Linked DNA regions of Rattus norvegicus: region 1 is linked to region 2. The links are chromatin contacts, called in public Hi-C maps. All regions are on one chromosome and are shown on one strand. The core of a region is the stretch at or near the end of the contact, and the rest is flanking DNA. Distances in the headings are between cores, read along the strand shown. Region 1 has its middle 15 kb from the start of Timd2. Region 2 holds the start of Med7 (mediator complex subunit 7).

What was found. Hi-C and Micro-C count contacts between places; a contact is called where the count stands out from the background.
Region 1: a contact with region 2 is called in a Hi-C map of liver, with 3 times the contacts expected there. The contact joins the enhancer-like site here to the promoter of Med7 in region 2. A contact is called at or near these places in 4 of 12 Hi-C or Micro-C datasets (the Rat2 cell line, Schwann cells, kidney and 1 more).

Annotation. Positions count from the first base shown.
Region 1 is chr10:31,608,018-31,614,650 of GRCr8, reverse strand. No RefSeq gene overlaps it. Among named protein-coding and RNA genes, the nearest start is that of Timd2, 15 kb to the right of the region's middle. Within about 2 kb of position 2,425, at least 4 of the 93 cell types and tissues checked have an H3K27ac peak or open chromatin away from gene starts, as enhancers often do. A contact at or near this core is called in liver, where this site is marked.
Region 2 is chr10:31,353,502-31,360,375 of GRCr8, reverse strand. It overlaps Med7 (mediator complex subunit 7), which reads right to left and starts at 5,339. Exons shown (of 3, transcript NM_001286183.1): 1 at 5,294-5,339; 2 at 2,527-2,695; 3 at 1,184-2,140. The coding sequence starts at 2,123. The coding sequence ends at 1,422.

The DNA of each region.
Region 1 (6,633 bases), core at 1,176-3,675, 260 kb before region 2:
TCTTCACATAGAACTTACCTTTACAGCATAGTAATGCCCACAGCTTTCGTTTTTTATTTAAAGGATATTTCTTGCGTTCATATTTGAAATAAAATAAAGCAAAAAAGAACTACTTGTCTGTACGAGGTGGTTTAACAGGACACATGCATTTGTTCTACCTAACACTGCAAATCCATCTAAATAAAGTGTGTTGTCCAAGACAAAAATAATAAATAAATAAATAAATAAATAAATGGAAGTTTAAAAATGCAATAATTTAGGAGTTGGTAGAGAAACAAAGCCTTGTGGCAGCTGTCTTGTTAACACAGGAATTAATTCCTCCTCCCCATGTCTGCTGAGTGTCTTGATATGTAACACATGTAAAATGTACACTGAATTACTAACACTTACAAAGAAAGAGGATGAACCCTCCTTAGTGATTTTTCTCTCTATTCCAAGTCGAGATGACAGGACTGCCAGTGCATTTGAGTTAAGGAAAGTGAATTCTTGAAACTCGGTGTACCTATTTTTATTTTAAAAACCTACCTCATGTGTGTGTGTGGGTGCCTTTGTGTATGGGAACCTATATGCTCTTGCTGTCCAGAAGAGGGCGTCTGGTGTCCTCTTCTCTCACTCTGCCATTCCTATGAGACATGGTCTGGTGTCCTCAGAATCTGATATAGAAATCCATCATTATAACAAGCATGTAGAAAACTGTTCATTATACCTGGCCCCCTCTACTGAAAAGCTGTGTGAAGAAATTCAATGCACAACTGAGCTGCACTGACTGAGCTACGTAGGGGTTTGGCTGTGTCAGAGCTGACTCCAAGGAAGTAACCGAACGTCCGAGTGTAAATCGCAGGCGTAGTATCAGTGAGTCACAGGCAGATGGATCTCTGGGCAGTCTGGTCTACAAAGTGATTCTGAGGTCAGCCAGGGCTACGTCGTGAGAACCTGCCTAAAAGTAAAATAATTAGCGGTAAAATATCCAAAACTCCTCGTGTTTCCTCAGCTAGGCTGGAAACATCGTGCTCCAGTAATCCTTCTGTCTCCGACCCTCTCTGAGCTAGAGTTACAGGTGTGAGCATGACATCGTGTTCGTTTGGAGGGGGCTGGGATCACATTCTGGGTCCCGGGATTGTACAGCAAATGCTTTGAACTACTGAGTCATGTAGCAGGCCCTGTCCTTTTGTTTCCTTTAAATATGGATAATAAAAGCTGCCTGTGTAGTTCTCATTGTATTAGCACCGGACAGTGCCAGTCTAGAAGTACAAAGCAATTCCACACGTGGCTCCTGGGCAGCGGAAGTGATAAATGGGAAGAACAAAGAACTGGGAGGTGGGGAAGACCAGTGTGAACTTAAACTCTACTGCATTTTCGTTTGGTTGGCTGAAGTTTCTTGTTGTTATTTGTTTTGAATGAAGTCTCATGTAGCCTGGGCTAGCCCAGAACTCTCAATGTAACCAAGACTGACCTTAGACTATGACTTTTCTGCCTCTGTGTACAAATTTCTAGATTTTAAGTATGCAACACAGTAACACAATGCTTAGCTTTTCTGTTGTATTTTATTTTAATGACTCAGTATGGATTAGTACAGTCTTTTTATCTCATTTGTTTACTATATATATACATATATATGTATATACATATATGTGTGTGTGTGTGTGTGTGTGTGTGTGTGTGTGTGTGTCTGTACCCACATTCACTTGATATACGTTCCTGAGACCCTCACCTACAGAGACCAGAAAAAGATGGAAACCCTCACAGCTAGAATCACAAGCAATTGTTGGATGTCTAACAGGGGTGCTGGGTACCAAGTTCAGATCCTGTGAAAGAGCATCAGGAGCTCTTCGAGCCATCTGTTCAGACCATGTACTATATACTTTCCAATTTGATGTTTCTTTTTAGTGCTGGAAATCAAAGCGAAGACTTTGCACATGCTAGACAAGCATGCTACCACAAAGCAACGTTTCCACCCTTGGTTTTCTGAAACAGGTTCTTGCTGTGTACACTAGGCTGACATTATACTAGCAATGTCCCTGCCCAGTGCTGGAAATATACTCACATGCTGGAATTATAGTCATAAGCAACCACACCCAGCTAAAGCATTCAGACTTGAAGAACCAATCCCAAGACTCCCAGTAAAGACCATGGCTCGGTTGACAGTGTCATGTCACTCTGTGTGTTTAAAGATTCCATGGTGTGTTCATTGCAGACATTAGAGGAAACTGGATAACTACAGAGACACATGATTTTGCTGAAGATGCAAATAATTTCAGGACGGAAAATTGAACAATGACAACAAGGGACATAAACAATCCAACAAGATCCGTATCTTTCCAGGCTACTGAAAATCAATCAGCTTCAGATTGTTGGCCCTGTCCAGAGTGTCCCTGTGACACCTTGACTGGAAAGAAGCAGCAAGAACAGTGTGGAAGGTCAGATTTTGAAATATTTCCCTGAAATTCCAGGAGAATGAGGTCACTGTATGTGTATCAGGAATATTTAGAGCGAGGAGAGTGGTTGGTGTCACTGTTGGAAGGAACAGTGGAATCTGCAGAGACCTTCACTGCAATCTGGAGCAGACAGGCCTTAAAGCCTTTTACCACGAACACTGGGGCCTTCTGCTACCACAACTCAGTTGGCACCAGGTCCAGAGTGCTTGACCAAGAGCTAAAAGTCAACTTTGGCTTGAGGAAACAGGGAAGGCAGATCTTGTGAGTTTGAATTTAGCCCGATACTTATAATGAAAAAGAACTTGGTCTACCTAGAGAGTATGGCGTAGTAAGACCATATCTAGAAAAAGACAGAGACAGAGACAGAGACAGAGACAGAGACAGAGACAGACACAGACACAGACACAGACACAGACACAGACACAGACACAGACATAGACACAGACAGACACAGACACAGACACAGACACAGACACAGACACAGACACAGACACAGACACAGACATAGACACAGACAGACACAGACACAGACACAGACACAGACACAGACACAGACACAGACACAGGGAGAAGAAAGGAGGGAGAGGGGGAGAGAGAAGAAAAGAGGAAAGATAGGGGGAGGTAGGGAGAGAGGGAAGAAAGGGAGGAAGGAGAAAAGGAAGGGAAGGAAGGAGGAAAGAAGGGAAGGAAGGATGGGTAAAGGAAAGAAAGAAAAAGAAAGAATAAACAAAGAGAGAGAGAAAGAAGAAATTGTTCCTGCTGTTCACAGCAGTGCACACAAGTGAACACAGCCATGGTGGGTGGGAAGAACCAGAGGTCAAAATCTTCTTTGCCCACATTAGAAGTTCAATAAAAACAAACAAACAAATAAAGACTGGTTACATAAGATACTATCTAATTCCCTCCATTGCCACACTCCCGCCCCATGACAAAAAGAAATGGATGCAGAAATCCGCCATTACCACAAAAATGCAGGAAACAGTCTTATTGTACAAATACTTATTTGCCCCTTTTATTGAAGAATTGTATGAGGAAGTTCAATACAGAGCTGAGGTACTGTGCACCACACTGCAGGCCTGGAATGATTTCTTCTTTCTTTCTTTCTCTCTTTTTTTCTTTCATTCATTCTTTCTTCCTTCCTTCCTTTCTTCCTTTCCTCCTTCCTTCCTTTCCTTCCTTCTCTCTTTTCCTCCTTTCTTCCTTCCCTCTTTCCCTACCTCCCCCCTCCCTCCTCTCTCCTTCCTCTCCTCTCTCTTTCTCTCTGTCTCTGTCTCTTTCTTTTTCTAGATCTGGCCCTACTATGTCAGACTCTCTCGGTAGACCAAGTTAACGTCTTCATTATAAAGATCAGGCTAAATTCAAACTCATAAGATCTGCTTCCTCCTGCCTTCCTGGTTTCCTCATGCCAAACGACCTCTAGCTCTTGGACAAACTCTCTGGACCTGGTGCTGTCTGAGCTATGGCAGAAGAAGGCTCCAGTGCTCATGGTGAGGGACTTTAAGGCTGCAGTGAAGGTCTCTGCAGATTCCACTGTTCCTTCCAACAGTGACACCAACCACTTTCCTCAAACTAAAAATCCCTGCCACATATGCAGCAGCCTCCTTATCCTAACTTTTAGGGAACGACTAGGAAATGTGACATTTCACACCCTTCTTTCCAGTCAAGATATCCCAAGAACATGCTTTTACCAACAGTACAGCTCCCACCAGACATTGTTTCTCTTCCTATTCCTAAATGATTGTTTGTACACTATAAAAACTTCTTCTGCTCCTCCTCCTTTTTCTTCTATAAAGATTTTATTTATCTTATGTGAGTACACTATTGCTGTCTTCAGACATACCAGAAGGGGGCATCAGATCCCATTATAGATGGTTGTGAGCCATGGTTACTGGGAATTGAACTCAGGACACCTGGAAGAGCAGCCAGTGCTCTTAACCTCTGAGTCATCTCCCCCCTCTTTCTTCTTCATCTTCTTTTGGTTAACACTATCTATCTATCTATCTATCTATCTATCTATCTATCTACCATCTATCAATCATATGTCTATCTACCAACTATCTACCATCTATCAATCATATGTCTATCTACCAACTATCTACCATCTATCAATCATATGTCTATCTACCAACTATCTACCATCTATCACTTATCTATCACAAGCAAATATTTAGTCTCAGGTGAAACAAATGTATGTGTGCATTTTTTTTGATATTTCAAATATAGCTGCAAGAAATATTCTTTAAAAATATGGGCATTTATGTGCTGTGAAAGTATAGAGTTTATAAAGTGTAAAGTTGATGTATCCAAGTATGGTCTTATGTCAGGTACTAAACCTCAAAACAATAACATAGTGTAAGCATCATACGAGTAAATGAATAGCTACACTGGTTAGTTTTAGTCAACAGGACAAGTGCAGTCGCCTGGGAAGAGGAAGCCTGGACTGAGGACGCTCCTGTAGACATACATGTGTGTGGGCATTGATTAATGATGGATGTGGGAGGGCCTGGTCCGCTGTGGGCAGTGCGGGCTGGGCAGGTGGTCTCCTGTTGCATAAACAGGCAGCCTGAGCAAGGCAGTAAGCAGCCTGCCTCCTTATCTTGCCTCTGCCCCTGACTGAGCTCCTGCCCCGTTCCTCTCTGTAATGGACACTCATCAGGATGCTCAGGAAGCCAAATAAACCCACTCAGCCCCAAACTGCTTGGTATCTGTTAGCAACGGAAAGCAAGCTGGAATGAGAGCTGAGTGTGCATTCTCTGTCCCAAGGCAACTATTCAAACAAACAAACAGGCAAACAAACGCAACAGACAGGCTCTCATGTAGCTCAGGCTGGCCTTGAACTCCCTATACTTGTTATTTCTTCCCCACATTCCAAGTGCTGCTGACCTTGCAGGTGTGCACCACCATGCTGGGTGTGGAACCCAGGCCTTGGTCCAGGCTAGGCAGACACTCTCCTGAGGTACATCCTCAGTCCCTAGAAAATTATAATTTTATTCCAGCACAGGCCCTTCAGTATGGGGTTTGCTGTTTAATTTGACTGAGGAATCCAGTAAAACTGGTGTGAGCTCGAGGGCACACACCCTCAGTCAAGCAGTCAGCTGACTGGAAGATGAGGAGCAGGGCTGGAGACCATCAAGCAAATCAAAGACGGAGCAGATTAAGCAAACCAGGAGGCCCAACTGTTCCCGTGTTTTCTGTTGGAATCCCAGTGATTTTTATTCTCCTTCTTCTCTCCCCTTTCCTCCTCCCCTTCCAGGAATCAGTGTCCTGCCTGGATCCTCTACTCCACTCTTGCTCTCCTAACAGTGCTCTTTCCGCCTGTGGCAGCCCACGTATTCCACTTTCTAGGATTACCAGAAGGATCCACCTGCTGTGTTGTTCAGGCCCTTTCAGCCTCTGCCTGGAGAGACTGCCTCTGTCCTGCCTGTGCCAGCCCCTCCTTGTCCTCTCTGTTTCATCCCTTCTGGCTTTCTTGCTGCTTCTAGGATAGCTGAGTTCTCCTGGTCCCTGCACCTATTCTGTGGCTGGTCCCTTTCTCAGGACACTTCTCTCTGGTGGCCACTGGAGCTGCCTCATACTTTTTAGTCTCTGACTGTTGGGAGCGATGCCCTTGAAGCCCTCCATTGGTGATGTTATTATTATGGTTAGAGTTAAGTATGACTGGGTTCATGGAAAATGCCCAGCCAGCTGCAGAAGCCTAATACAAATCTGGTGGTCAAAATGAATAATAATATGATACGTCAAGATACCCAATGTGATGACCTGTAACCTTTCTGAAAAACCAACATCCTGCTGACTAATCTATATGACAAACCTGTGAACTTTCTGACATCCTGTCAACATCAGCCGGTTCCCTGACCACACGAATACTGTGCCCTTGGCCTTCGTAAATGTTTTACACTTCCCCCTCCCTCTGTTACCCATGTTATGGTATAAATTCAGCCTTGGGGAAAAATAAAATTGTCGCCGTGATCAGACTCCTGTCTTGGCGTCCTTCTTCGCGTCTCTTGTCCCCCATTCTCCTCCAGGTAACCCCCCGGACCCTTCGCTTACATCTGACTTACATTTGTTGCCCAGAAAACAAGCTTCTTGTTCATATTCAGTTTACTTCTTTTTTTTTTTTTTTTTTTTTTGAGTTGAGGACCGAACCCAGGGCCTTGCACTTGCTAGGCAAGTGCTCTACCACTGAGCTAAATCCCCA
Region 2 (6,874 bases), core at 4,090-6,589:
CTCATTTTAAACTCCCACAGTGTAGAAACTTACATTTAAGTGGCCCCAAAAAGTTCAAATTTCAGTGTCTGTATTTTACTCCCACTACTCAGATATAATCACTGGATTTGAGCAGCATTTACCTATCGCCCATGACCGCTGTCCAGCCACAGCAGACAAGTGTATAAGACAAATTATACAGCTCTCTATGCCTATTACATAGATTTACAGTTTATCACCTAATGGAGACGAGGAACCAAAAAGGAGGGAGGACATAAAATCTCTGCCAATTTCTTACCCCAGGTAGACTCCGGCCCAACCAAACCGTAAATGCTAGGTTTCAATTCTCAGGAGTCTTAGGAACACTACCTACTAAAAAAGGTTTTAGGTAGAATTACAAGCACCATCTTAAGATACGGATGTCTTAACCGACAAACCATGCCTCTTCAGTATGTTTGAAGAGAAGCCATTCCTCCAATCCACAAATGTATCCTCTCGAGTCTAGTGTCGTGAGATATTTTACAAGGGTGGATTTCCATATTAGAAAACTGGAGTAGCTCTAGTTATGATTTCCAGCAGATAGACAGAGAATGAAGTTCAGTGCTTTGGCTATCAAACTGAATACCTACTTTCTAACCTGATTGTGCCACTCACTAGTTGGTTAAGTCAAGCTCTCTGAACCTCTTCTTCCTCATCTGTAATGACTGAAATGGACTGAGTTGTGGATAAATAACTTTGTATGTGATTAGAACACATGGATCTGAAAAGGATATAAACTGGGCAAGGTATTCTGATTAGGCTACTTTGGAAGCAAGACTCTTCTGAGGATGGTATAATGGCTACGTGACTAGGATACAATCTTAACAAACACATACCAGAAAAAAATATAATTGAGACTAAAGAGCAGCTGCTCCACGGAGGCATCTACTTGAGGAAGCCTATATCCATCTGTGAAGGCAAAGTATATACATTTCCCATAGAATTGGACCACAACACCACGTTATTACCTGACTGGGGCAAAGAAGAGCCCCTATCAAATATTCTGTGGAGAATAAGGAGAACAAAAGCTGCAATACTGAGTTGCTGGAGTCATCCGGAAAATAAACATTTTACATTGTTTTAGAATAAGTCTAAACATTTTATAACTTCACAAGGCTTAGTCTTGAAGCAAATAACTTTTTTTCCCCCAAGAATGACAATTTGGTATTACTTCAAGTTTTTATTCCAACTCCAAAAAATAGGACTATCCCAAACAATAGCAAACATTCGGCTTTTTTATGGCAGTTACTCAGATATACTTGCCAGCCTATTTAGTGTTAAATTACCACCTACAGCATTTCAACTGAAAACAGTCTCTATCTTTAGTTATCCCTCTTAAGACTGTCTGAGAGAACAAAAACTAATACATGATGCTATCACTAAAAGGAAAAAAGGAATACTCTTCATGGCCTTTCATTCATTTCATCAATTAACACACATAAGGCAGCATCTTTTTCTATAATCTGGTCCCTTCTGTGACCTGAACTTTCTCTTTGCTGTTCATTCTGCCCAGTACAATTGCTGTTATCATCAGTATCCATCGGCTCCGTTTTAACTCTCATCCCTGCTTCTGAGTGAGGTAAATCATCAGGCAAAGAAGCCAAGCAGTTTTGAATCATTTCAATTACTCGTTCCAGATGTTTCTGAAACCTCTCAGCTGTTTCAAGGCGCTGGCGTTTCTGGACCTCCATCATGACTCTCAAAGTCTCTCTTGCTTGGTGGGGTCGATATTCATTTATAAGATGATGCACATGTACAAAAAGCAGCTTAAGATCTTCTAGCTTTTCTTCTCGTTTGATACTCCCAGGACTCCTTATTAAGATGTCTAAAAGGTCTAAGAAATTAATCAGTATAGACATATTGAGTTTTCTCAGTTCTTTCTTATGATCAAATTGCATAGGATGAAGTCGTTCAATGCCCTGACTTTCTAAAGGGCGAATGATAAGATCATCGCATTGGAACTGGTTGCCAAACATCATGTAACTGTCTTTGATTGGAGGGGGAGGCTTGGGAGCCAAGCCTTCCTGAATGTTTTCATCTGTATATTCCTTGATGTACTGCATTGGAGGTGGGGGAAGTGCACTCACTTGCTGTGGTTCACCCATTGTGGACAATCAAGAACCTAAAGAAACAGAACACAGTTCAGAACGGAACATCACCACCACCTCCCCACTGCCGCCCCTAACGAGTGACTTCGGAATATGGTCTTTTTTCTGACAGTACGGGGTACAAGACAAGATGATCTTAGATTTTAAAGTTAACATTTACAACAGGGAATAGCTATCAATTCTTTTCTAATTAAATATTTTGTTAACACCCATATATTTTCCTTTGTCTCCTTGGTGCTTTCAATGGCAGTTAATAAAACAAAAGCTATACCTTTTTTCATCTATAAAGAGAATCTGAGGGAACTGGAAGCTGGGGCAGGGCAGGGTGTGAGAGGGTGGGTCTTGTGACATCGGTCACTGTGTCATGAAACTTCACTGATGAGAGAAAAAAAATACCAACCTAAGACCAGAGCAGCCTGATCAACACAAGTACAATGTTCAGTACAAGTTCGTTGTGGGTTCAGACCATATTATCTTCAAGCTTCCTGATGGGAAGTATAAAAATTGAGAACTTGTTGGCCAGCAAAGACAACAGGTGTGCTAATTTCACCCTAGGGAGACAGGTAATCCTGGCAAAGGAGGAAGAAGTGAAGAGAAAAATAAGGCAAAGCTATGGCTTTATGAAGATCTGATTAGTCCCTTGTTAGACTAATGGGATAGAGCAGGGAAGGTGCAGAAAGTTGCACACAAAGATGGCCTTCCAAAAAGGTCTGCCCTCTGTCTACTTTGTGATAGCATGAGTTATGGTTCCAACATTCAAGTATAAATTCCCATTGTACAATTTCTGCAACTGACAGTGGACAATGGCAGGCTCCTTTTTACTGTAGAATCACCACTTACACATACTTAGTCACGGACTCCCAGGTACCATGTCTTCTTTACAATACCTGCTCTGGTCCTACGGCCTGCTGTGTCCTGGCTCTTAACTCTATTCACCCAAGACTACAGGTTGTTGCTTAACTGAATCAGGCTTTAAAATGCTGAATCGCCATGTTCACTGCAGTGAGGATAACAGAAGTGAGAACCATGAGACATGTCTAGTGTCTAACTACACACCCAAGTCGAGGTGTGCAAACCTTGTCTATGAAGGAAATTCTGAGAACACGGAACAGCCTCACTTGGAAATCCTACGATTATTTTTAATCTCTTCGAGCCCTTCTCACCTGTTAAAGAGCACTCATATGATCGTTCAGTAAGATCTGTTCTGCTTGTTTAAAAAATGATGTTAGCATTAAGGACTCACACATTGTAGATAACCTGACAAATGTAAATAAAGCATTCAAAGTGGGAAAACAAGCAGCAGAGTCCACTGCGGGTTTGCAGAGGACTTTATTTACTGTTATTTTTAAACAATTTTTTAAACTGCCCTAAGCATGATGGTTGTTGAGTCCTAATGATTGAGAAGCATGATAGCTGTGAGTTCAAGGCCCATTTGAACTACATGGGCCAGCCTGTGCTAAAGATCCATCTTTAAAAACCAAGAAAATATTTTAAAAATATATAAAATTGGGAGTAAGATATGGTAGTGGTCTGCAAGATATTAGACGAGTGAGGAAGCAAGCATGATCAAAACACACATGTTTGTGTGTGTGTATAAAATTCTCAAAGAACAAACATATATTCTGAAAACTAAGAGAAAAGGGTCTGTATTGGGGGGCTTATACATGGTATATGATATACTTCTTTTTCATGCCTGACTCCTTTTGGTAGGCATACGTTGAAACCTACTCTGGGAAAGAACAGTTATATACAAAGTCATATGCCTTATTTATTTCTCTTTTCCATAATCAAACTACATATGGTGTCTATCAATCTCACTTTGCTTTCTACTGTACAGTGATTTCCAAAACCAAACACTTAAGATTCTCTATACGTCTTGACAAAAATCACTTGTTAAATTTCATACTTCTAGAATTTTCCAAGGTTTCTGAGGGAAGCCTCATCTTACAAACATCTTATAGTACAGTTTTATTGACAATTGGCATTTTAACATCTTTTCTACATAAATTTAACACCTAAGTCCCAACACTGCAACATATATGGTCAAAATACCCTCTGCTTTTCCAATTTGAGTTTAAGTACATTATACAATGAGAAGATTCTTGAGCGCTTTTTCACACTGAGATTCAAGGTAACAGGGGAAAGTAACATACAGGTTCCGTACACCTGGAATACATTAAATCTGAGGGAAGTCACTTCAAATTCTTCAGGTCGTCCAACTCAACTATTTCAGGGTATATATACCTAAGATACTAGTGTCTATTTGCAGTCACATCAAGTCAACACCCAGCCTAAATTTCGTCCCCTGAGGGCTTTTGAAGATGAGATCTGCGCTTCCCTTAGCCACACCCATACTAAATTCCCATTTCCCAAAGGTTTCTAATAAGTGACCGGCATCCTCACTTCTATCTTCCTAACGGCACAACTATTCCCAATTTGATTTTAGAAACAAGAAGCCAGTTTCCAATGTGCAGAAGTGGGTAAAATGTATAACGGGAATTTGTACTCCGTTTTTGTTTTGTTTTGTTTGGCTGTTTCGTTTTGTTGCGCGGAAGTGCAAACCCCGATAACTCAAGCATCCCGTTTTAGAGCCTGCCACCTTACAAAAACCGCCCTCACCGGTTTAAACTGAACTTTTCAGAGCCGCTGGATGTCCTCACTTGCTAACACTAACAAAATTCAGTTTCTAGCATTTGCTTGGGGGGCGGGGGGGGGGAGTGGTCGCAAGCTCAGACACTTGGCTCACTTGGTCCCTGTCCCTCGTAAAGTCTGGTACAGGATAAGATCCGCCCGAGGCTCTCCCTCCCCTCCCCCAGCCTCCGCGCTCCCAGGTGGCTACTATCATTTTACTAATGCCGACAGGGCAGGCTAAGGCCACGACACTTTAAAAGCCCGTGGCGTGGGGACGAGAACTCGGACCTCCCAACCTCCGGTCCGGCTCGTCGTCCGGTCCGCGAGACGCCCGGAGCGAGCCGCACTCCGCGCACCTTCGGCCAGCCGCCTGCCTCAGGCCCCGGGGAGGCTCCGCTGAGGGACGTGGGAGGAAGGCGAGCCCGGGCTTCCCAGGTTGTCCCGCGCCGGACCTCGGCGTGGCGCCGGGAAAGACGCAACCGCGGGGGCGGAGAGACAGACTCTGGCTGCGGTCGCCAAACGCCGCGCCGGCTCACCTCAGCTCTAGCTTTTCCCGTAGCGACTTTTTCCTCAGCGCAGCGGAAGCACAAGTTCCGGTTGCCTTCTCAGGAAGAAGCCTCTGACGCGGGCCTTTAATTGGCTACGAAGCCTGTCCTATAGCAGGTCCTACTCCCGCCCTAAAGATACTGCGCATGCGCACTCCCGCGTCTCCCGCTTCTCCCGGGAAAAGATCTCTTGTCTATCTTCTTGGTCAGGTCAGGAGAGTGTTTCTTCATACTTCTTGTTAGTAAAAGAAAGTACTCTCTAGTAATTCGACTCCTCGCCGCCCACCCCCTTTATATAAGACTCTTAAAATTAAATATTTGCCTTATATAAGTCAGAAAATACAGATAAGCAATATTTAAAAATATCAATGCTAACCTTATCATCAAAAAAAATTTTTTTAAAGCAAGTTGTACTCCATGATATATTCATACATACATGGGGATATTTGGGAACATGATTAAGACTAACATCCTACACCTTCATTTTCCCCCTTCCGTTCACTTTTATTTTCATTTAGGAATTCAAAGATGTATATGACAATTCTTCCACAAACCGACAAGTAAAAAAAAAAATTAATGTAATTTTTAAAATTAGAAGGAGTGGGCAATTTCACTGTGTAGCCCAGGCTACACATGGTTTCAAATGTCTCTTCCGAGCCTCAGGAAAGCCAGAGGTTCAGAAATGAGCCATCAGGACCAGCAAGAAAACTTTCCATTTAGGCCTTCCCCCACCACACATATAAAAGAATTGTTAACAGATGTCCTAACTCATGGGAGTCTTAAGAACGCTTGTTGCAAATTAAAAGTGAGATAAGACTGTTCTGCTAAAACAGCTCTGCTTCAGAGACAAGAATGTCCCAGTTTCTTCCTTTAAATATGTGAAGAATTGCAGGCATAAAAGCGAAAGAACAGTCTACTCATCACCAACTTCCACAGCTATATGCTCCCCATCAGTTCGCCTCTAGTCCAGTATGAGCCTCTCAAAGGTAAGGGCTCTTCGCTTTTTCCCATGCCCATAGCATTACTATCTTACTGAAAGTGTACCAGGGGTTGTTACACTGATCAAATGAGTGTGTGTTCACACATGGATATATATGTCATATAACTTATTAGAGTGGCTTACAAGATGCAGTTCAACTAGTCCAACAATGGCTGCCTCCAACCTGAAAGGCTGAGAATCCCGTAGCTGCTCAGTCTAAGGGGCTGGATGTCTCAGCAGACCCCACCTGGCGTTGGAGGCCTGGAGGATTTTTAGAGAGCTGCTGCTCTTCAGTCTGTGTTGGAATCCCAAAAAAGTTTGGATCTAATACTGGCAAAGGAATGACACAGCAGTGGGACAGATGAAGTTGCCAGTGAGAATGAGAGCAAGCAACGAAAGAGCAGTTTCCTTTCTTCTTGTCCTTTTATCTGGGCAGCTACAAGAAAATGCCATTCGGTCTTTCTGCTTCTAAAGATTAGCCATCACCCAAAGTTAAATGAATAGGGGTTCAGATGTAACTCAGTTGGTGGAAAGTTTGCCTAGAATAGTACATATAACGCATAGGGGGTAAAAACGGAAGGATCCGAAGTCCA